Linked DNA regions of Sus scrofa: regions 2 and 3 are each linked to region 1. A link is a contact called in public Hi-C and promoter capture Hi-C data. All regions are on one chromosome and are shown on one strand. The core of a region is the stretch at or near the end of the contact, and the rest is flanking DNA. Distances in the headings are between cores, read along the strand shown.

The links. Promoter capture Hi-C pulls out the DNA fragments that hold promoters and counts their contacts. Hi-C and Micro-C count contacts between places; a contact is called where the count stands out from the background.
Region 2: a promoter capture Hi-C map of fetal skeletal muscle shows a contact between it and region 1, with 3 times the contacts expected there. The contact joins the promoter of MYOM3 here to the promoter of SRSF10 in region 1. A contact is called at or near these places in 1 of 5 promoter capture datasets (fetal skeletal muscle) and 1 of 47 Hi-C or Micro-C datasets (liver).
Region 3: a Hi-C map of skeletal muscle shows a contact between it and region 1, with 5 times the contacts expected there. The contact joins the enhancer-like site here to the promoter of SRSF10 in region 1. A contact is called at or near these places in 1 of 5 promoter capture datasets (fetal skeletal muscle), 15 of 47 Hi-C or Micro-C datasets (alveolar macrophages, embryonic fibroblasts, epiblast stem cells and 6 more) and 2 of 2 datasets of contacts at active chromatin or transcription factors (alveolar macrophages and skeletal muscle).

Annotation. Positions count from the first base shown.
Region 1 is chr6:81,738,983-81,743,466 of Sscrofa11.1, reverse strand. SRSF10 (serine and arginine rich splicing factor 10) reads left to right here and starts at 2,020. Exons shown (of 6, transcript NM_001244368.1): 1 at 2,020-2,153; 2 at 3,581-3,685. The coding sequence starts at 2,089.
Region 2 is chr6:81,856,915-81,861,398 of Sscrofa11.1, reverse strand. MYOM3 (myomesin-3) reads left to right here and starts at 1,893. Exons shown (of 38, transcript XM_021095533.1): 1 at 1,893-2,106; 2 at 2,316-2,444.
Region 3 is chr6:81,813,273-81,817,756 of Sscrofa11.1, reverse strand. MYOM3 (myomesin-3) reads left to right here. Exons shown (of 38, transcript XM_021095533.1): 27 at 1,676-1,820; 28 at 2,009-2,068; 29 at 2,465-2,532; 30 at 3,521-3,631. Among named protein-coding and RNA genes, the nearest start is that of MYOM3, 44 kb to the left of the region's middle. Within about 2 kb of position 2,431, at least 35 of the 83 cell types and tissues checked have an H3K27ac peak or open chromatin away from gene starts, as enhancers often do. A contact at or near this core is called in alveolar macrophages, fetal skeletal muscle, liver and 3 more, where this site is marked.

The DNA.
Region 1 (4,484 bases), core at 771-3,270:
ATTTCCAAAATGTTAACAATAAATGCAGAGCATTTACATCTAGGAAAAATGTTATTTTAAGATATTAAAATGAGGCTAAGATATAACAAGTGATTTTTTTTTTTGCCTTAGGCAGATTCGACGTAGCAATCCATGTATTAGAATAGATCATCTCAGGAATAATATGAACAAATGCATTAGTGGTTAATCCACCCACAAAGCAAACTAGTGGGAGGCTGTGGTTCAAAGAAGAGCCTGTACTTAGGTAAATTGATGTGTTTACATGTGTGCCCCAAAGTGTCTGATCCAAAAGGAAGGAATATCTAAAAGGGAACACTGAGTCCTCTTCTGTCTGGGAAACTTGGCTTGTTGCCTGCTCACCAGAGTGAGAAGATGTCTAGGAAATACCAGGCACGTCTTATTAAACACATTTAAAGAGCAGGCTTCTAGATGATTATTTTCCTATGGAGACAAAGATAGTGCCCAGCCCCATCCTTGGCAATTGTCGGAATGAAACCGTTGTAGCCATAAAATTAAGCTTGATGAATTGACTCAAGGATTTGGCTTTGCTTACAGAGACAGGCTGATAATTCCAACACATGATATGTCTGCCATTGCCCACAAATCAGGAAAGAAGCTGTTTCGGGATCAAGGAAATCCATAGACTTCACTTTCCGCTTTACCTTGGGGTCTTATTTGTGCAATTCTGAGAACAGCACCCAAGGAAAGTTGTTTTCTGACATCAATCTCAATGAAACATAATTTCTTCAAGAAGAGGCACAGTGCCAACAGACTGTTCTCAGAGATTAATATTTGGTTTTCAAAAAAATTACCAACTCTGGTATTCTGTGGTGCTCTTGACTACACATGGTAGCACTTTTTGTGAGGAAGGGTTGTACTTGCAAAATTCCTTGGTGTATCTCCTCGTCCACCTGTCACTGCCGCCTCCCACCACCTGCTGCAGATTTATAATTTGGTAAACTGCCCATCTCAGGCCCCAGATGAAAGGTGTTTACTTTCTCTACTTTTCGCAGTATCTTTTTCAAGACTCTGGGATCCTAAAGCACAAAAAATCAAAGGTGCACTTGGTGTGTGAGGCAGGAAGCAACTCCAGTGAGTGAAGTATTTGTACCTCACTTTCTCCTATTGTTTCTCAAGGCATTATGAGTGATAATAATAATCGCTAACATTCATGGAGGCTTCATGGCTGTGCCACCTGTGCAAATGCAAAGGACCCTGCTCTCAGACTTAATGCTCTGCTACTGTGATCTTAATTTTTGAATGTTTTCATTTTGCCCCGAGATCCACAAATTATTGGAGAAACACTGCAATACACGAACAAGGCATACCCATGAAGTTGTTAGCAAGGAATACACTGTAGATGACAACAGAGACCAAGATGTGAGGTTTGCGTCCCATTTTGGTAGGGAACGGCCTTTAATTAGGAGCAAACAGCGTGGATAGGTGAGGAAATGACCAAGAAGGGTACGTGAGGAGTAGCCTGGGCAAAGGCGCTCAGGGAGTGAGCCCATCGCGTACAAGACTCACTGGAGAGACAGGCCTATCTCTCTGCAAGGACACACATCTCCTTCCTTTTCACACTAACACCAGAGGCTGTAAATTCTTCTCTTGCCGGTCAGCGATCTAATATAACGTGGGCCAGATAGAAAAAAGTAAGGCAGTCTTTCCGAATTATAATATTTAAACTCCGTCTAGTTTGTAAAAACCATACAGTCTAGCGTACTTTAAAGCATCTGACCTGGGGGGTTAGGAGGGGGAAAAGAGGTGCAAGGCAGAAAAGGGCGGGAAAATAAAGCACTAAAGAAAGAGCGGGCTGCGGGGGGGGAAGAGGAGGAAGCTCGAGAGGCCAATGAATGAGACCGAGGCTGCGGCACGTACTCCAGCGGTCCGCATGCGCAGGCGCACGCCGGATGATCTCGCGGGAGAGAACCGTTGCAGGTAGGAGGGGGAGGCGGGAGTGAAGTCTCGCGAGAAGGGGCGGTTGCCGTAGCGGAGCCCTCTGGCTGTGTGTGTCTGAGGATCCGCCGCCAGAGCTGCGGACGGTTTGCTGAGCCCGTTAGTGTCCGTGCTGAGACTTACGCCGCAGTCATGTCTCGGTATCTGCGTCCCCCCAATACGTCTCTGTTCGTGAGGAACGTGGCCGACGATACCAGGTAGGTACAGGGGAGGTACCCCGGGGCCTTAGCGGGGAGGCCGCAGGCTCGGAGAGGACCCGTGCGGCGGCGGCGGCGGCGCGCTGGGCCGGGGGAGGGGAAGGGGTGAAGATGGCGGGTCCCGCGCCGGCTTTCGGGCCCGAACTAGGCCGCGCTGTCGCTGACGGCTCAACCGCCGCGTTGGGGCGAGGGCGGCGCCGCTAGTCCTCCGGGGCCGCCGCGAGAGCGCGGGCCGCGTGGCGGGGTTTCAGTCCCCTCCCCTTCGCAGTTCGGGGGAGGGGGAGCTTCCTCTTCGTTTTCCCTCCACGCGTCCAGCCCGCGCCGAACGTCCGCTCCCCGTTGATTTGAAGTTCACGTTTTTTGAGGTGCAGGCATCCTCGGCCCAGAAAATTTTTTTTAGTTAAAAATTGCTTTGCGGTGAAATAACGGGATCGAGGGAGGGGAATGTGGCGAAGCACTTGCTACGCTATTTTTGGTTGCCGTTGTGTTACATTTGCGTGGTTTTTTTTTTTAAACGTTGGAGGTGTTCGGAGAAAGGGAATGTTGAGATTAGAGAAAAAAAATAACGGTTAAACAGTACAAACTAGTTCTTCCCATTTCCCGGAAATAGTGGTCACCCTTTGAAAAGGGAAGTTTAGGAAGCCTCTACCATTAGAACGTTGATAGCTAAATTGGATTAATCCAGTCCGTTCCTTTGTTCTCACCAATTCCCTTAATTGCTTGGAGTTGCCGTCAGAATTTTTTGGAAGAGATCTTATTACAAGATGAAACTTTGTATCACAAATAATCATTTTACACAAAAATTAATTTTGGTAGCCTTGTGTGATGTTTTCCTGTCCTAATTCTAAGTAAGAAAGTAAGCAATAGTAATTTGCGTCTAGGAAACTTTCCCTTTTATGTCACTTTTACATTTATTAAGGAATTATGTATACTTGTGACTTATTTCTCAAACCATATCTCCCAACTGTGGCTAAAACTTAGAGGTAATAATAAGTGCTTGGTAATTTTCAGAATACTAGAGTAGCAGTACTTAAATACAACTTAAGGCTATTGTGCCTTTTATGAAAAATGAAGGCTGTGGATAAAAACAAGTGCTAAGTTGGAATCAAGTTTCTTTAAATGTCTTTTTTCCTGTTGTTAATGTGAAATAGTAATAAGTTTTATTATAAACTGCATTTTTACCTTCCAAAATCTTGGATTCTAGCTTTCCTTTTTCAAAAAGACATGTATATTCTTACAGTTGGTTATTGATGTTGAGTGAAATTTAGAAAGCTTGTCCATTTCTTGTCACCCAGGAACATAGCACAGTCTCTTTAATTACAGAAAGAAACCTGTTTCTGAAATATTTCAGAAAGAAACCTATTTCTTACAAATAAACTTTAAAAGTAGTAAACATAAAAATTTGGGGTCTTTTCATGATGTTTTAGGTCTGAAGATTTGCGACGTGAATTTGGTCGTTATGGTCCTATAGTTGATGTGTATGTTCCACTTGATTTCTACACTCGTCGTCCAAGAGGATTTGCATATGTTCAATATCCTTTCTTCAGATGGCTGATTAGTGAGGGGTGTTGAAGTTTGAAATTCAAGTTTATGTAAGAGGTAACATCTAAAAAGTAGTTGTGTTTTTTTTGTCCGCTAATAAATGTTTTGTCTTTTTTTTTTTAATTAATTGACTCACATTGTTCTTTTTCTTAAAGTTAATCCAAAAATAGTAAAATATTTAAATTCCCATTCATGCTGTTGAAACCCAAATCAGTAATTATAATAATGTGAGTTAAATTTGAGTACAATCTGGTTGCTGCCACCTTTAATGTAACTCAAAAGTTAATATGTTCTTGTGCTTAGCAATTAAAGTTTGGTATTCTTGTTTGTTTTGAGTCACTTGATCAAAAACAAGTTGTTTAACAATGAGGTAAACTTCTTTAATATTGTCCCCTAATTTGCTGTCCTCTGTTGTTACCTCAGAGAATGTAAAGCTGTACAGTTATGGCGACCCCAAAGAGAAAGCATGAAAGAACCTTTAGAGTAGAGTTCAACACTTAAGGCAAGTAGACAAGCCAAAGACCTCTTAAGGATCAGGCTTGAAGAGAAGGGAGAGTTTGGGAAAAGAAAATATAAAGAAAAGCTGGAAGAAGGACAAGCCTAATGGGAGACAAAGCCTCGCTTTATCTACAAAAGGGGGAAAAGGTTGTTTTTCAAAGTTAAAGATAAAGCCATCTGTCATATTTGGCCAAGCATCTCATGACAAGTCCTTCTGACAAGCACTTAAAGAGTTAAAGGTCAAGATGAAGTTGAATGATGGCCAAGATTAAAGGAGTCATACCTGATGTA
Region 2 (4,484 bases), core at 644-3,143, 120 kb before region 1:
GAGAAAAAAGAATGTATATGTGTATGTGTAACCCGGTCACCATGCTGTACAGTAGGAAAAAAAATGTATTGGGGAAATAACAATTATTTATAATTAAAAAAGAAAGAAAAAAAAAGGAAAAAAAAGATGGGAGAGGGCGGCCAAGTGTTCTCCCCCAAAGATGCTCTTAACACTGCAGCCAGGGAGGAAGGGAGAGTGCTTAGGAAGAGATCATATAGAGCGGGAGACTGAGTTTGGTTTTTTTGTTTTTTTGTTTTTCCTTTTCTAGGGCCATTTCCCCGCTGCATAGGGGTCCCAGGCTAGGGGTCGAATTGGAGCTGTAGACCCCAGCCTACCTCAGAGCCACAGCAATGCAGGATCTGAGCCGCATCTGTGACCTACACCACAGCTCATGGCAACGCCAGATCATTAACCCACTGAGCAAGGGCAGGGATCGAACCCGCAACCTCATGATTCCTAGTCGGATACGTTAACCACTGCGCCATGACGGGAACTCCGAGATTTTTTTTTAATTTTAATGTTTTTTATTGAGGTATACTTGACATAGAATAGTACATAAGTTTCAGGTGTACAACATAGTGATTCATAATTTTTAAAGGTTATATGCCATTTACAGTTACTATGAAATACTGTGTGTTCCCTGTGTTGCACAATATAGCCTTATAGTTTATTTGTTTTATATATAGTAGGTCATACCTCTTAATCCCCTACCCCTATCTTGCCCATTCCCCCTTCCCTTTTCCTACTGGTAACCACATGTTTGTTCTCAGTATCTAGGAGTTTGTTTCTTTTTCGTTATATTCTCTAGTTTGTGGTATTTTTTCAATTCCACATATAAGTGATATCATACAGTATTTGTCTTTCTCTGACGCATTTCCCTTAGCATAATACCCTCCAAATCCATCCATGTTGTTGCAAAAGCCAAAATTTCACTCTTTGTTATGACTGAGTAGTATTCCATTGTGTCTGTATGTGTGTATGTGTGTATTGATCACATCTTCTTTATCCATCCATCTATTGATAGACACTTATGTTGCTCCCTTATCTTGGCAACTATAAATAATGCTGCTATGAACACTGGGATGCATGAATCTTTTTGATTTAATTTTCTCTCTCTCTCTCTCTCTCTCTCTTTTTTTTTTTTTTTTTTTTTTTTTTGCTATATACCCAGGAGTGGAATTGCTGGGTCATAGGGGAGTTCTAGTCCTAGCTTTTTGAGAAATCTCCATATTATGTGGCTGCACTAATTTACATTCCCACCAGCAGTGTACAAGGAATCCCTTTCAGGAGTCTGAGATTTGAGCTGAAGAATTCATCTGTGTGTTCTCTCTCTTTCTCTCTCTCTCTCCTGAGGAGTCCCCAGAGCACTAAGAAGAATGATAGGCACAGTGGTCCTGGCCCCCTGAGGCCCCAGGAAGAGGCCAGGAGCTGTGTCTCTGGACTGGAGCTGGGACAGCCCCCCCCACACACACCTGCTCATCCTCTGAGACCTGGCTCAGGTGTACCTGCCTGATCACCCCTGGTTGTAAGAGCCTGTCTCCCCATCTAGATTAGGATTTCTCCTGTGTCAGAGGTCTTTTCCTCTCTGCATCTTCAGTGTCCACCAGGCCGGGGTATGAATGTGAAAGGAAGGAATTGAAATGGGAGACGGGGGTGGGAGGAGTGGGGGGCAAAGATCAGGACGAAAGTTCCCACAGGGGCCACTCCAGATGCCTGAGAACTTTGGACAATGAGGAAGGAAACGACTTCTCCTCTCCTGCCTGTGACACCCCCTCCACAGGGGCAGGGGCAGGGGCTGGTCAGTCGCTGCTGGACATGGGTGTGCAGAGAGATGAGAAGAAACCTGCTTCCATTCTAGCCCGTGATGACTTATGAGCACTAAAGACCCATGTTTAGGTCATACCCCTTCCATGTCTCCATGAAGTCTGGGGGCCCAGCCTCACTGTCTCTATTTTCAGAAGGGGAATCAGATCAGAGAAGCTCAGTGTCTTCCCCAGAGCACCTGTCCGTTGGGGGAGAATTCAGATCAGAACTCTCAGCCACCAAGAAAACCACCCCGATCTGTTCTCCGTACAGCCAGGCCTGAGCACCCACCTTCTTTCCACTGTAATTGGGGAGGGGGCTCTTTTTAGGCAGGAGGGGTGGAGCTGAGGGGAGGAGCTGTCTGCGGGAGGTGGGTGGGGTGCGGGCAGCTCCACCTGTCGCTGCCGCCTGGGCAACGCTGGACCCAAGGAATGGCCCCTCCCCTCCGTTCCCCCCCCCCCCATAGTTCTCATCCATTGTCATCACACTGTCTCGGCACTGCTATATTTAAGGCCCGTGCAGGCTCCGGGATCACATTCTTCTTCCAGTCCCCGCCGAGCCCAGGGCAAGAGGAAACCCAGGACCCTCTCATCCTCTGAAAACTTCTCCCCAGAGACACCTAAGTAGACACAGCTGCTTCTGTGAGTCGCCTCCAGGGACGGTGCGGGAGGGGGTGCGGGGGGGGGGGTGGGTAGGAGGGGGATCTCCAAAGAGTGAAGACCTCAACTTTCCACTGGGAAGTGTGTGTGTGTGTGTGTGTGTGTGTGTGTGTGTGTGTTATATGTGTGTTGGGAAAGGATCCTGGGAGATTTGGAAAGAAAAAAGTAGACATATTTGGGCATTACCCCAAGTGGAAATGGAGGGAAATTCTAGAAAAAACAAAATCTCTGCCCCATCTCCCTATTCGATGAGGCCCTGGGTCTTCTGAGCTGAGCTTCTGTGATGTGAAAGCTACATTAAAAAAAAAAAAAAAAAAAAAAAAAAAAACAAGCCATTGAGGGATGCCCTGGGAAGTGGAGGCTTTCCTGCAGGAATTAGGAATCAGCAGGGACCAGAGTGGGCTGGCAGCTCTAGCAAACCTAGAGCACTGCTGGTGGAGCCCGGCTTGGCCTGCCCGGCAGGCAGGGGATGGGAGCAAGCCCGCAGGGCCAGGAGGGCTCTCATCCAGCCTGGGCTCATGGGCAGGAAACCGAGGCCCGGCAGGAAAGGCGCTGCCTCACTTCCTCAGCGGCCTCAGAAGCTGGTGGAACCGCTAAGCACACACCTCGGCCTGCCCGGACCCCTTGCATGGCTGTGTCCCAGCTCCCGCCCACAGCACCCAGCTCAGGGCTCTGAGTCACTCTGGCCCTGTGAGCTTCCCTTCCCCTCTGGAGGAGGAAGGAGGAGCAGAAGAGGCCTCCTGCCCCTTCTCACCGGGGGTGCTGTCAGGGGGCCAGTGGAAAACAACCTGAGGCTTGGGAGGGGAGGGGAGCAGTGGGGAGTGCCCAGGGCCTTGCACCCTCAGGGGGAAGGCCAGAGGGATGGTTCCCCTCCTGGCCCCCATACCGTCAAGCCCTCCCCGGTGGCCAGGCACACACAGTGTTCTGGAAAGAGGACGGGGAAGCTCCGATCTTCTCACTGCTTAATCCCAAGCCTCAGCCAGTGCTTTAAAAAGAATCGATGGCTCATCCGCTAAAGCCAGGGGTCTGGTTGCGGGCAGCGCAGGAGGTCAGGGATGAGCGCCAGGCCTGCCCCGCTGTGCTAATCAGGAACGGAGCAGGGAGCCAGCAGCTGGCGCCAGGGGACGTTAGCCTTAGCTGCCTCACCAGGGCCCCACGTCCCAGGAAAGCAGGGGCCTCTCCCACCCAAGGTGCTGGAAACTCTTTTCTTAGGCTGCAAGGAGGAGGGGGCAGAGAGAGCAGGCTGGTCATTCTTTGGGTGCAGGCAGCCCTTCTTCCTTGGGAGGGGCCAGATGGGAAGCCCAAGGGGTGACCATCCCCTTATGTTCAGCCAAGGTCATTGCAGGAAGCCAAGGAAGCTTCTCAGGCAGCCCTTGATCCCTGCTGACACTCTGCAGTAACCCAGTCCCCCTTGGGGCTCCACAAAAAAGCACCCAAAGGGAGCAAATTTTTAGGAACCAGAAGGATCCAATTCCCACTAAGACTGACTCTTAGCAGACTGAGCTCCCTCATGCCCCAGACAGGCCTTTCTAGGCCCCAGATCTCCAATGAGGCCCGCAGGCCCGCAGGCCCACCTCCACATCATGGACTTAGAGAGATGGTCCCCCACGTGCAAGCGCACACCCAGGTCAGAACACAATCTGCACACGCAAACTCCGCCATCACCAGCAGGTGGGGACAGGGCGGAGCTGGACTGCGTAGAAGCAGACGGGATAGAGCTGAGGGGGTGGGCTCCACTTGTGCTTCCCTCTTCACGCCCAGGGCCTACAGCAGGGCCAAGCCCGGCAAGGACCCTCCCACGTTTCTACAATTCCCCCAAGCAGCCTAGAGCCTCAACAGCAGAGGTCCCCTCAGAGGCCTGGGGGTGACACCAAGCCCAGATCTGGGACAGAACTTAGTGCAAGAACCCAAACCAGCCAGCCCAGGGCTGCCACCCTCCTTGCCTGTGTCCCCATGTCCTGGACACCAGTGCCAGTCACCCAGCATCTGCGAAGCTGAGGCCGGAGAAGGGAAGTTGTGTGG
Region 3 (4,484 bases), core at 1,182-3,681, 74 kb before region 1:
CCCTAACCTTGAGATACAAACACAAAGAATTTTCACGGTTTTAGTATACACGGAATAGAGTCTTTATTCTATTAGCCAATTTATGTGTGTTCATTCATTCATTTTCCTGTTCTTCTTGTACAGAATAGCTTTGCTTTTCTTCTCTTTAATTCAAATCAATTCATTATAAATCAGTGCAGCACGAGTGAGATTGTGTCTGAGCAGCTGCATATTGAAAAAATTATTGTTATTTCCTCTTGCTATTATAGCTGTGGTATTATATTTCTTTTTAAAAAATCATGTGTGTAGCTCAGTTGTATTAGTTGAACCACGTTAGCTGCCCACACGCAACTGTTTTTACTTACAAACATGCTTATTTCAGTCTCATGAGAGATTCAATCATAGGATGATATTATTTGTGAATTTCACCTCCAGATGGCCAAGTGGTCAACATTAAATATGTGTTATAAAGAGGGGCTCTGGTTCTGACAGAGGAGAAAGAGCTCAGAGCCAGATGTCAGAAGACTCCTATTCATTCCCCGTGGGTTGTGTGCCCTTGGGCAGGTCTCTGCACCTCTCTGTGCATCAGTTTGTGCATCTGTACAATGGGGCTCGTTGCTCCAGGATCAGGAGGAGTAATTGAGAAACTAGATTGGAAAGTTCTGCATAAAGATTAAGCATGGGGAGGAGTTCCCTTCCTGGGGCAGTAGTTAACGAATCCGACTAGGAACCGTGAGGTTTCGGTTCAATTCCTGGCCTTGCTCAGTGGGTTAAGGATCCGGCATTGTCGTGAGCTGTAGGGTAGGTCACAGACCTGGCTCGGATCCCGCGTTGCTGTGGCTCTGGGGTAAGCCGGCTGCTGCAGCTCTGATTGGACCCCTAGCCTGGGAACCTCCACATGCAGTGGGTGCGGCCCTAGAAAAGACCAAAAAAAAAAAAAGATTAACAAGGGGAGTTCTCTGGTAGCCTGGAGGATTAAGGACCTGGTGTTGTCACTGCCGTGGCTTGGGTCACTGCTGTGGCACAGCTTGGATCCCTGGCCTGGAGCATCTCTGCATGCAGTAGGAGCAGAGGGAAAAACAAAGATTAATAAGCATGACCCTGGCTCTCGGTAGGAAGTATAGCAAAGCCTGGACTCAAAACGCAACGCTAAGGCTATCAGATGCCCCATAGGAAAATAAAATAAAACCAGATGGTTCCTTCAAATCATACATACAAATAAAGCCAGAGGGAGTAAGGTCTTCAATGTAGAAAAGAAAATGTTGCAAAAATGTTAGACTGTGACCGATGTAAATGAGTGTTAATTCTGGGTAGCACGTACACAGGCTTTTTCGCATTTTTCCTTTAAAGTTTTAGGGGGATTTTTTTTTTCTATCAAATTGCAAAAGAAATGGAAAACAACTTCCTGTTGGCAGCGGACCAATAGGAGGTTGGGGGCTGATGGTTAACGGCAATTAAATCAAGGACGCAGACTCTTTGCCTGCGGGGCCCCAGGGTGTTTGTTCTCAGGGGCCGGGTGTGGGGACAACCCAGTATATACAGGAGAAGGTTACTCAGGAGTCCCCCTCTCCAGTCTCTGAAGGCTTCTAATGCTGCATATATCACCCCCAAATCCCACTTCGGCCAGACTTGTGCCCCATAAATTCCCTGGGATTGGAAAAGGGCAGGAAAGACTCTCTGGGTTTGTTCTCCCCAGAACCGCAAAATCAATTTTGTCCGAGAGAAGGGCCTGGTGGAAGTTATCATCCAGAACTTGACTGAGGACGACAAAGGGTCTTACACGGCCCAGCTCCAAGATGGAAAAGCCAAGAACCAGATCACTCTGGCTCTGGTGGATGACGGTCAGCTCTGCCCTGCACCTACCCTCGCCTCCTAACCCCCACCCCCGGCCCCACCCCTGCTCCGGTGCACCCCACGCACCTGGCCTCAGCTCCCAGCCCTGAGGTCTCTGTCCACCCTGACGCCCCCACTCTAGACCCTCCAGACCCGCGTTCCTCTCAATCACGCCAGTTCCCCTCTCTCTTCACAGAGTTTGACAAACTTCTGAGGAAGGCGGATGCCAAGAGAAGAGACTGGAAGAGAAAACAGGGTAAGAACTGCCTCGGCCACCAGGCCAGCAGTCATTGCTGGGGAACCACTGGGCTAGTGGGTTAATAAACCCCTCCACCCTACTGCCCGCCCCTGCCCCCGCCCCCGCGAGGGAAGGTCACTACCATTGGATCCAGTGTTGTCCTCCTCGTGCCAGAACAAAAGAGCACTTGCTTAACCCCGAGAATGAGCGCCGCCTTAAATTTTGCACCCTAAGGGCCTCCCTTACTTCATTCACCCCAGTCCCCGCCCTGATGGGGACGGAAATCCCAAAATCCGAGCGGCCAGTGGTCACTAGATGCCCCTCTTCAGCTGCCTTCCCCTGTCTCGCCACCAGGTGGCGCCCAGGCTAAGCCTGGCGCTCTGACCGATGGTCGTGTGTGTTTGTCCCTCCCAGGTCCGTATTTCGAGGAGCCTCTGCAGTGGAAGGTCACGGAGGACTGCCAAGTGCTGCTGACCTGCAAGGCAAATCCCCGCCCCCGCCTCCAGCCCTGCCCCCAAACCAATGGGGCCAGACCTGTGGCTGTTCCCAAGCCCCTTGCCCATCTTGCCCCACTCCTGGAAACACCATGCCCTGCGCTAGTCTGTTCCCCAGCAGAGGAAGTAGCCCTAAGAATTTTGTATTTAACCAGGAAACAAAATCCCAAGGAGCCGAGTTAGAGTGAGTTAGTGGGCGGGTGTTAGGTCAGCCTTGAGCTAGATCTGCCAGCTGCTCTGGGAGGGGTTTGGGGGGGTCAGGGGTCTGAGGGTGGATTCTGAGTGTCAGTCTTGCCAGACCCTGTGCTCAGCGCTTCAGGGCATTCTTTTATCTCAACTGCCTCACAGTCATCTGTGAGAGAGGCGTTATGATTCCACTTTACCCATGAGAAAATAAGCAGAGGAATAGCTCAAGACCACACAGTAAGAGAGAGCCTTGAGCTGGGGGAGTCAGAGGGTGTCTGACTCCAAAACATTTGCTCCTTCTCAGCACCCTGCAGCCTTTTAGATACAGGGGGAGGGCACACCCCATGAAGCGTAGCCGTTCAACCAATGCAGAGCACCTACTCTGCGTTAGACATTCTGCAAGCACTGGGCGTACAAAGATGAAACAGTGGTCTCCTTAGGCCTCTAGGATCCCACGGTCCAAAGCAAGATCATGGGAGAACAGCATGCCTCCTGCTGTGATGGAGGGGTGCAAGAAATTGATTACTCATGATAAGGGGCACTCTAGGAAGGCTTCCTGGAGGAGATGAGATAGGCATTTACAGGAAAAATGGAATAGGAGAAGGATTGAGAAGCAGAGGAAACATCATTAGCGAAAGTCCAGTGTCTAGAAGCCATCAGAAGAGACAGAGAGAAGTGGGGTGGGGGGGAAATGTGGGGGGGTCACATTTACAACAAAAGTTCTGACAAACTAAGTCTTCACTTAAAAGCCAAAGCCTGAAGGGGTCTCTTGACTCGGCACCTTCCTTAGGTGACCAACACCAAGAAAGAAACCCGCTTCCAGTGGTTCTTCCAGAAGAGAGAGTTCCCAGCTGGCCAGTATGACCCGCAGACAGGAGCAGGGCTTGTCTGCATTGAAGAGGTAAGGGTAGCTCTGACTTCAGGGCTCCGCCTCCAGGCAGTGCCCGGAGCACAGGGCGGGGAGTCAGGAGAGGGCAAGGCAAGCAGGCACTCAACTCATGCACAGACTTTAGGGGGCGCTAAAATCTCAGTGATCAAGATAAATAATTCATTTCATGCAATCATTTTAAAAATCAAAAGGAATGCCAAACAAAGACTATAGAGAAAACAATGCCAAAAGTTTAAAGACAGGCTCAATAATACTGATTTTTCCTCTCATTTGGATTTCACTCCTGGCCCTGCCACTGACTGTGTAGCCTTGGGCTAGTCACTGTCCCTCTCTGACCTCAATTTTCATCTATAACTCGAGCAAGTCAAAAGGGACGCTCTCTCATATATTCCTTCCTGCCCCTGCAGCCTGAGATGTGGGATAGGAAGGCTGTCTCTATGAAACAGTCTGGGCTAGAGCAGAGCAGGCCTGGAGGTTCCCAGGTTAGGGGTTGAATCAGAGCTGCAGCTGCCGGCCTAAGCCACAGCCACAGCAACACCAGATCCAAGCCAAGTCTGCGACCTACACAGCTCACGGCAACACCGGATCCTTTAACCCACTGAGCAAGGCCAAGGATCAAACACATGTCCTCATGGGTGCTTAAACTGCTGAGCCACGATGGAAACTCCCTGGAGCTCACTTCTCCAACCCACGTCCACCTCATGGCCCTTGGAGGAGTGAGACCTGGTTAAGAGATAAATACAAGCCTTATTCTTAAGCATTCGGTGTTTTTCCGCCCTACCACTGATTTCTGTAGCCTCCCTATGTGCCAAGGACTGCGGTAAATGCAGGATTGCTGACGAGGAAGGAATCGTGGTTTCAGGGT